Linked DNA regions of Gasterosteus aculeatus: region 2 is linked to region 1. A link is a contact called in public Hi-C data. All regions are on one chromosome and are shown on one strand. Each heading gives the region's core, a stretch centred on a gene start, on an enhancer-like site or on the middle of the called end of the contact. The rest is flanking DNA. Distances are from core to core; before and after follow the strand shown.

Region 1 (3,487 bases), core at 324-2,823:
CAGTTCGGAAGATGTCTCTATTCACAGCGTATTGTGCACCACTCTACACTGCTCACAAGTTTACAGAGGCTAAAAGTAGCTCATAATGATGCCATGGGAATATTATTAAAGATCCAGAGGGAGTAGTGCCAGGGAAATGTTTGTCACCGCAGGAGTCAACACTTTCCAAACTGTCTCAATGAAACCCATATGAATAAATGTATTTGCCGGCTCAATGAGTCTAACAATGAAATGATTTTGGTTTTGACAGACGTAAGGCTTTAGTACACGCAACTTGTCCCATGTGGAGACATTGGCACAGCTGTCTCCAAGTAAGGCCAAAGCCCTGTGCGTTTTTTTTGTTTTGTTCTGTATGTATTTTTATTATTGTCTCGTCATGATGTGGACCCTGAGTCTGAAATAAAGATTAATTGATTGATTAACATCTTGAGCTATCTCCAGTCCGTCCATTTCATTTCCCCTTTCTAAAAGAGCACAGCGAGTAGTTATTACTGAGCATCAGTCATGAGGCCAAGAACAGCTGTAAAGTCTGACACAGATCAAAAATGTCACCAAATGCTAAATGGCCACAGCAATACAAGCGCTACAGGATGAGTGTGCCCCATCATTCTTTCCGACACTCTTTATGCGTACATGTCACATCCTCTTTGGGCTACCACATCCAGAAATTTCTGTTCTGTTGTCCTGTGTGTCACGGTGGCTGGCAGGCAGGCCTCGCATGATGATGTCAGCGAGGCCTAAATATCCAGGACAAGGCCACGATGGTTGATTGTGTATCACCACCATGGATCCCCGTCAGTCCTCCCTTCATAAATATAGAGACATTAAAGAGACAGTAACAACGACATAATATTGTATGTCATGGTTGTGACGCCAGCTACTTCGGCATTAAAAAAAACCACGGTGACGACCTCAAATTGTTCATCACATCATTACGGTGTAATGCATTACATCAGAAGCTGGGATAACAATGTAGTAAATTGTTTCATTTTAACTATGTGCAGGTTCAGAATGGTAAACAGATATCGTTTTGCACATGCACTGCTATGCGTCAAAAAAATATCCATTTGGCATTGTTAGACTTGAAGAGAAAGAGAAGAGGTTCACTATCTTACAAAAGAAAAACACTCCTGCTCCATATGTCTGTTGTTACTGTTCAGTATGGCTGCTATCTGCGTCACTGTAACGCTGTCTTATGTTCACAGTTTTTTCCCTCATTCAATAACTTATTTTCACTGAGAGAAACGTTTTTACCCCAGACGCTACATTTATGATCAATGAACTCCAATAGCCGACAGAGGGGTGCTCCACGAAACTAGTGCGCCGCGAATATAGAAATACAGTGCTAGAGCAGCTGTACAGCGAGGAAGAGAGAACCACGGTGAAGCAATACGGTAGGTTTTTAAGTAATTTAGAGGAAACATACGGGACAACTTAATTACCGGCGTTTTTCACTCAAAAAACAACCCGACTGGAGCACTAAGTAGGAACGAGAAGCCGACACTAAGGTTCTATGCAGCGCTTTTCTATGACCGTTCAGTCGTGCCTGGACATCGTCGGGAACGCGCATGTCAGGTTCGCTGCGGAGATCCCGCTGCCTCGGCTCTCACGACTAATCGGAGGACTGGTGTGGACGGCGAGAGGCGACGGGCGGCCAGTTGTAATGCGTTCAAATACATGACGGGAGCGGGAGACATTACATGTACACGCATCGCGCGCACAATTCACCGCAACGCGAACGCTGGCGGAGGAAGACGCCGGGACGAGGACAACGCCAGCCTTACTGATGGAACTCCCGGTCGTTGCTAGATGGAGAAACCGAAAGGGTGGACTGGTTATTAATTATTAAAAAGAATAACATCTGCTGCTATAATTTAAAAAAAGGAAGATGCATCTGCATCAGGTGCTGACGGGAGCTGTGAACCCCGGAGACTGCTGCTACTCGGTGGGGAGCGTAAACGACATTCCTTTCACGGTGAGGTTTTATTTTGATATTATTCGCTCAGGATGACACCGCCCCCCCCCCTCCTCCCAAAGAAGCTAACGGCTGACAGCTAGCTAGCTGGATGCTTAGCGAAGCTAACTAGCTAACGTCACATCGGCTTTGAACGGGGGCTGGGGTGCTAGCCGGGCGGTGTGCTAGCAGAGCTGCCGCACCGACCGATCCACAAACAACACCCCCCTCTCTCTCTTCTCTCCCCTCTCTCCCCCCCCCTCTCTCCTCCAAACTGCCGCCTCTCATTTATGTTGACAGTCAGTCAGACGTCGACGAGCTATAACGTCCTCCAGCGGGCGGTCACCTGTGGTATCTGACGTTGGGTGCGTTCGTTTAGCGGGTGACGTTGTGCTATTTATCGCTCCCAGACAGTTCAGTTACCGGTAGCCGCTCGAATGACCTTTAGCTGTGACTCGGTTGCATTATTAGAATTACTGCGAGGGAATCCCTCTGCGCGGCCCCGACGCTATCGGCGAACGCACGCAATGGGACGCGTGTCCGAGGAAATTTCGCAGTCCACATTTCGGGGAGGAAGGTGGGAGATGGGGGTGACTGGTGGTTTGACAACACTGGCGTGCAGTTACAACGTGAAATGATGAGTTAAATAAAAAACGAATAAAAGAAAGCTGCGGGGTTTTTTTTGGTCTGGTTGTCACGACTAGCTTAAAGCTCGCTACCGTTTGACGTTAAATCCTCCTCGCGGATCATTAGCTGGCTGTCATCCCGGCATCAGCCGTGACGTAGAGGGCCATATATGGACACGTGAGCCGGAGGTACGAATGGCTCGGCGTGTTTTGGTGGCGAAGGTAACGTAAAATCTAAAACGCGGTGCTGCCTGTCATCTTTTTGACTCCCGGGTGTCTTTAGAGTACACCGGTATTTTTTTTGGTTTTATCACCGCTGTTTGTTGGACCTTCGGCAGCTTACGTCATAGGTCATTTGTATGCTGATCGGACACCTTCTACCTTTGAACCAAATCCTGTGACTGGGCTTTATTGACTTCTTTGGGGAAGACATATTCTTAGTGATTTTATGGCAACCTCAGCAGTGAGACAAGGGGAAGAAAACCTTTAAAATATGTTATCATCTTTTGCGATGGCAAATTTGAAAAAAAAGGTGCACAATTGTGAACAACCTAACAATGTTTTTTCTTATAGCTCAGTTGATTTAAAATACCAGCGTTGAGTGTAGTAGAAACCAAAACTGTAGCATCCTTAGTCAACTCTTGTAGTGAGAGTAGAGGATGAATGATGATGAGTATATAGACAGCTGGATGATTGTTCTTAACATCATAACACATTCATAATAAAGCAAGCCCCTCAAAATCCATAACTACGTAAAACAGAAATAGGTTCACTATAATATTACTATTATCAGAAGCTTAGGATTTTTGGTTTTAAGTTTAAGACTGGTTGAATATGGAAACAGTTATGTAGTCTGCCTTGACTGTAGGTTGCAGCTGTCAATCATTATTATTCACAAGGACCAGAT
Region 2 (3,487 bases), core at 320-2,819, 220 kb before region 1:
AAACACACTATTCTTAAGTCACTTTGAAGTTTGACTACTTTTAACAACTAATGAATGTATGTGATCATCCGAGATGTTAATGAGATCTGAAATGTTGAAATAAATGGAATAATGAAATCAATAATTATATAGATTTTGACATCAGAATCTAATACAACTGCGATGTTACGTAAGATTTTTAGAAATCATCGAAAATTACCGAAAATTAATTTAATTATGCTGTTCTATTTTCACAATAACTGAGTTTATTCCATTATTTCGTTCCTGGAGTTTCAAAGTAGTATTAGTAGTACTAGAAGTTCTACCATTTATTTACACAGCCTTTCCCCCCATTAACATTTTATTTTATACTGCCACTTTTCACTGAGGGGAGAACTTAATTACTGTAGACAAAAAAATGAAATCTTATTATTTTACATTCTTTGTCAAATATACTGTATATTTGTCTGTATTCATTCATACGATTATCTATTTAATAATGTCTTGTATGTTCAGTATTTTACATATTTACCACATAACCTATGCACTCTGAATATACATTTATTTGATGTTAATCGTTATATGTGGGTCTATTTATATCACCAAACCTTTCCTATTCCATGGAATATTACTCAAATCACATAAATATTTTGGACAAGACAGTCGCAACATACACTTACAGTATATCACGCACTATATCAGCTGTCATTGTGGCCTGTGATTATTTGTGAGTGTTCCAGTTACTGACCAGCAGATGGCAGCATCGAAGCAGAACGTGTCACTGAATGTATATTAGAGGATTTCTTAAAGATGTGATTCCTAAAACGGCACCAAACGGAAAAACAAATATTATTTCTTCCGCAGTTGATATGGTACTAATGGAGCTGACATCATCCTTTACTTTCCACTGTGTCTAAGTAATCATTTCAGTTTTTAAGAATTTAGGGGTCATAGCAGGAGCGTTGTTGACATTATCAAGAACTGCAGTCATACCGAGAATAAATACCGCATCACAGATTTAATGGCACATTCCAAGAAAAACACTCCAGTGTGTGTGTGTGTGTGTGTGTGTGTGTGTGTGTGTGTGTGTGTGTGTGTGTGTGTGTGTGTGGAAAACCTATGGTAGAACAGCAGCTTGGCCTGAACCCTCCCCCATCTCATTTGTCATTGGAAGCCTCTGCTTGTGTGTGTTTGTGTGCGCTTTGAATTGAAAGAAGATATAATGGAAACTCTGCAATACCGTCTTCCTCCCAGTTAACTAGAGTGTTAGCTGCATGGAATAAATCTTTTTAAGTGCTTTAAGGTATCTAAACACATGTGCCATTTTAAAGTAGTTTAAAGGGCATGTTTATAATGTGTCTATGTTGTATTTGTTAAAAATGTGTGGTGAAAACAAACTGTCAGTCTCGCAAAATTAACCCTCACAAGATAGAGGGGTGAAACTTGTAAGTTTAGTTTTCAAACCTCCTGCACAGAAATAGGGGAACGAAACAAGCAAATCCAGCAAAACTGGTTAAGCTGCTTTGCTCATCATTACACAAGGGAGAGTTAGCAACTTTTATTAGTTTTTACAGGATTGTCCACGAAATCTTATCATCTGCTTATCGCGTCTTGCTTTCTTGCTTGAAAACAGTGCAGGTTGGTGTGTTTTAGGTCGGTGTGTTTCGTGCACTTCCACTCGCTGAATACCAGCACCCTGCCCTCTAAGGGGAGTGCTCAGTGTTCAAGGTTCAGGGAGATAACGAGAGGTGAGTGGCTGACGCATAGCTTGTGTTGTGTTACCAAAGGCTCATATCAGATTACAGGCGACCGCGGCTCGGGTGAAACCAGAGACTCCTTCAGACCGCCGTCCCTTTCGCACAAACCAGGAACTGGGACCAACGAAGCTGAAGTTTTTGAAGAAGCTAACAAAGGGCTTACGTGTTGTTTTTCAGACGAGCGTTACCATGGGTAAGAAGACTCAACGCTCCCTGCTGCTTTTGCTGTGTCTGTCAGGGCTCGCTCGCTGTTCGGCTTCCTTTTTGTTTTGGACGGCCGTGGTGGAGCTGACCTACTCTGACGGAAAGAACGGGACCGTGGACAAGTACTGCCAGTGCGGCGTGTACGGTCGCAACTCTCTCCTGGTGAAAGCCGAGGGCGTTGTCACCCTTCCCAAGGGAGACCCCATGGGCTGCAGCTCAGGTACCGTCTACAATCGCAATTCCAGCAACCCGCCCTGGATAGCCCTGGTTAAAAGGGGCAACTGCACCTTCAGCGAGAAGATCAACGCCGCCAAACGCCAAGGCGCGGACGCCGTGGTCGTGTATAACACGGACGGCAGCGGCAACAGCACCACTCACATGGGGCACTGGGACGCCGCCGACATTGTGGCCATCATGGTTGGCAATTCGCAGGGCCTGGAGATTGTGCGTTTGGTGAGCAACGGGACAGAGGTGATGATGCAGATCGATGTAGGCAGCCCTCACGGACCCTGGATGGACACGTACTGGCTTTACTTTCTCTCCATCGCCTTCTTCATCGTGACGGCCGCCTCCATCGCCTACTTTGTGTTCATCTCCGCCAACCGGCTCTACAGTCTGAACGCGCACAGGCGCGCCGACAGGAGGCTGAAGTCGGAGGCCAAGCGGGCGATCGGCCGCCTGCAGGTGCGCAAACTCAAGGCGTCGGACGAGGAAACGGCCTCCGACTCTCACGTGTGCGCCGTGTGCATCGAGTCCTACAAGGCAGGGGATGTGGTGACGGTGCTGACGTGCGACCACATCTTCCACAAAGCCTGCATCGAGCCCTGGCTGCTGGAGAGGAGGACCTGCCCCATGTGTAAGTGCGACATCCTGAAGGCCCTGGGGGTTGACGAGGAAACAAAAGGGAGCCTTTCTGCCGAGTCACCACCAGAGGTCACTGTGATCACGGTGGCAGGAGGAGAACCCATGTACGAGGTCCCACTGGCAGACCGGCCAGGCCCCGACCCGGACAGCCTTCAGCATCACTATGACAACAGGGCCTTCGAGGAGGACTCGGCGGCTGGGAGAAGATGAACGACCGCAATGGGAACAGAACACCAACAGACCAGGACAAATGGGTATTTCTCTGGGATACGCTGAACCAGCACAATGGAATCTGTCTTTGTTGCAACAGGAGATTTGAGCTGAAATATATTATACAAAAAAATTCCACGGATATTTTTATTTTTAATGGACGTTGTGTAATTAGCTTGGATAGCACTACCTGTCCTCTGTCTTGGTGCAGGTGTGTACTTATGGGGTGTGTTCATAAAAAACAACAACTGAGAATTTCGTGGGGGAATGCCAGTGTCACATGTCTGCTTTGCATAGTGGGCACAACAGCTGAGCACTGGTCAGGCGAGTGCAGTAGAACATTTGAATAGGTGTTTTTACCCCGGGCCAAATTTCCATCGACAATAAGCTTGATGTCTTGCAGTGCTCACATGGCCAAATGCACAATTTATTTCCCTGAATTTAATACATTGGAATAATTTGGCTTTTTCTGC

The links. Hi-C and Micro-C count contacts between places; a contact is called where the count stands out from the background.
Region 2: a contact with region 1 is called in a Hi-C map of liver, with 2.7 times the contacts expected there. The contact joins the promoter of LOC120812074 here to the promoter of dmxl2 in region 1. A contact is called at or near these places in 5 of 6 Hi-C or Micro-C datasets (liver, skeletal muscle, tail fin and 1 more).

The regions. Positions count from the first base shown.
Region 1 is chr12:19,698,728-19,702,214 of fGasAcu3.hap1.1, reverse strand. dmxl2 (Dmx-like 2) reads left to right here and starts at 1,573. Exons shown (of 53, transcript XM_078085566.1): 1 at 1,573-1,975. The coding sequence starts at 1,889.
Region 2 is chr12:19,919,408-19,922,894 of fGasAcu3.hap1.1, reverse strand. It overlaps LOC120812074 (RING finger protein 148), which reads left to right and starts at 1,569. Exons shown (of 1, transcript XM_040167886.2): 1 at 1,569-3,487. The coding sequence starts at 1,926. The coding sequence ends at 3,014.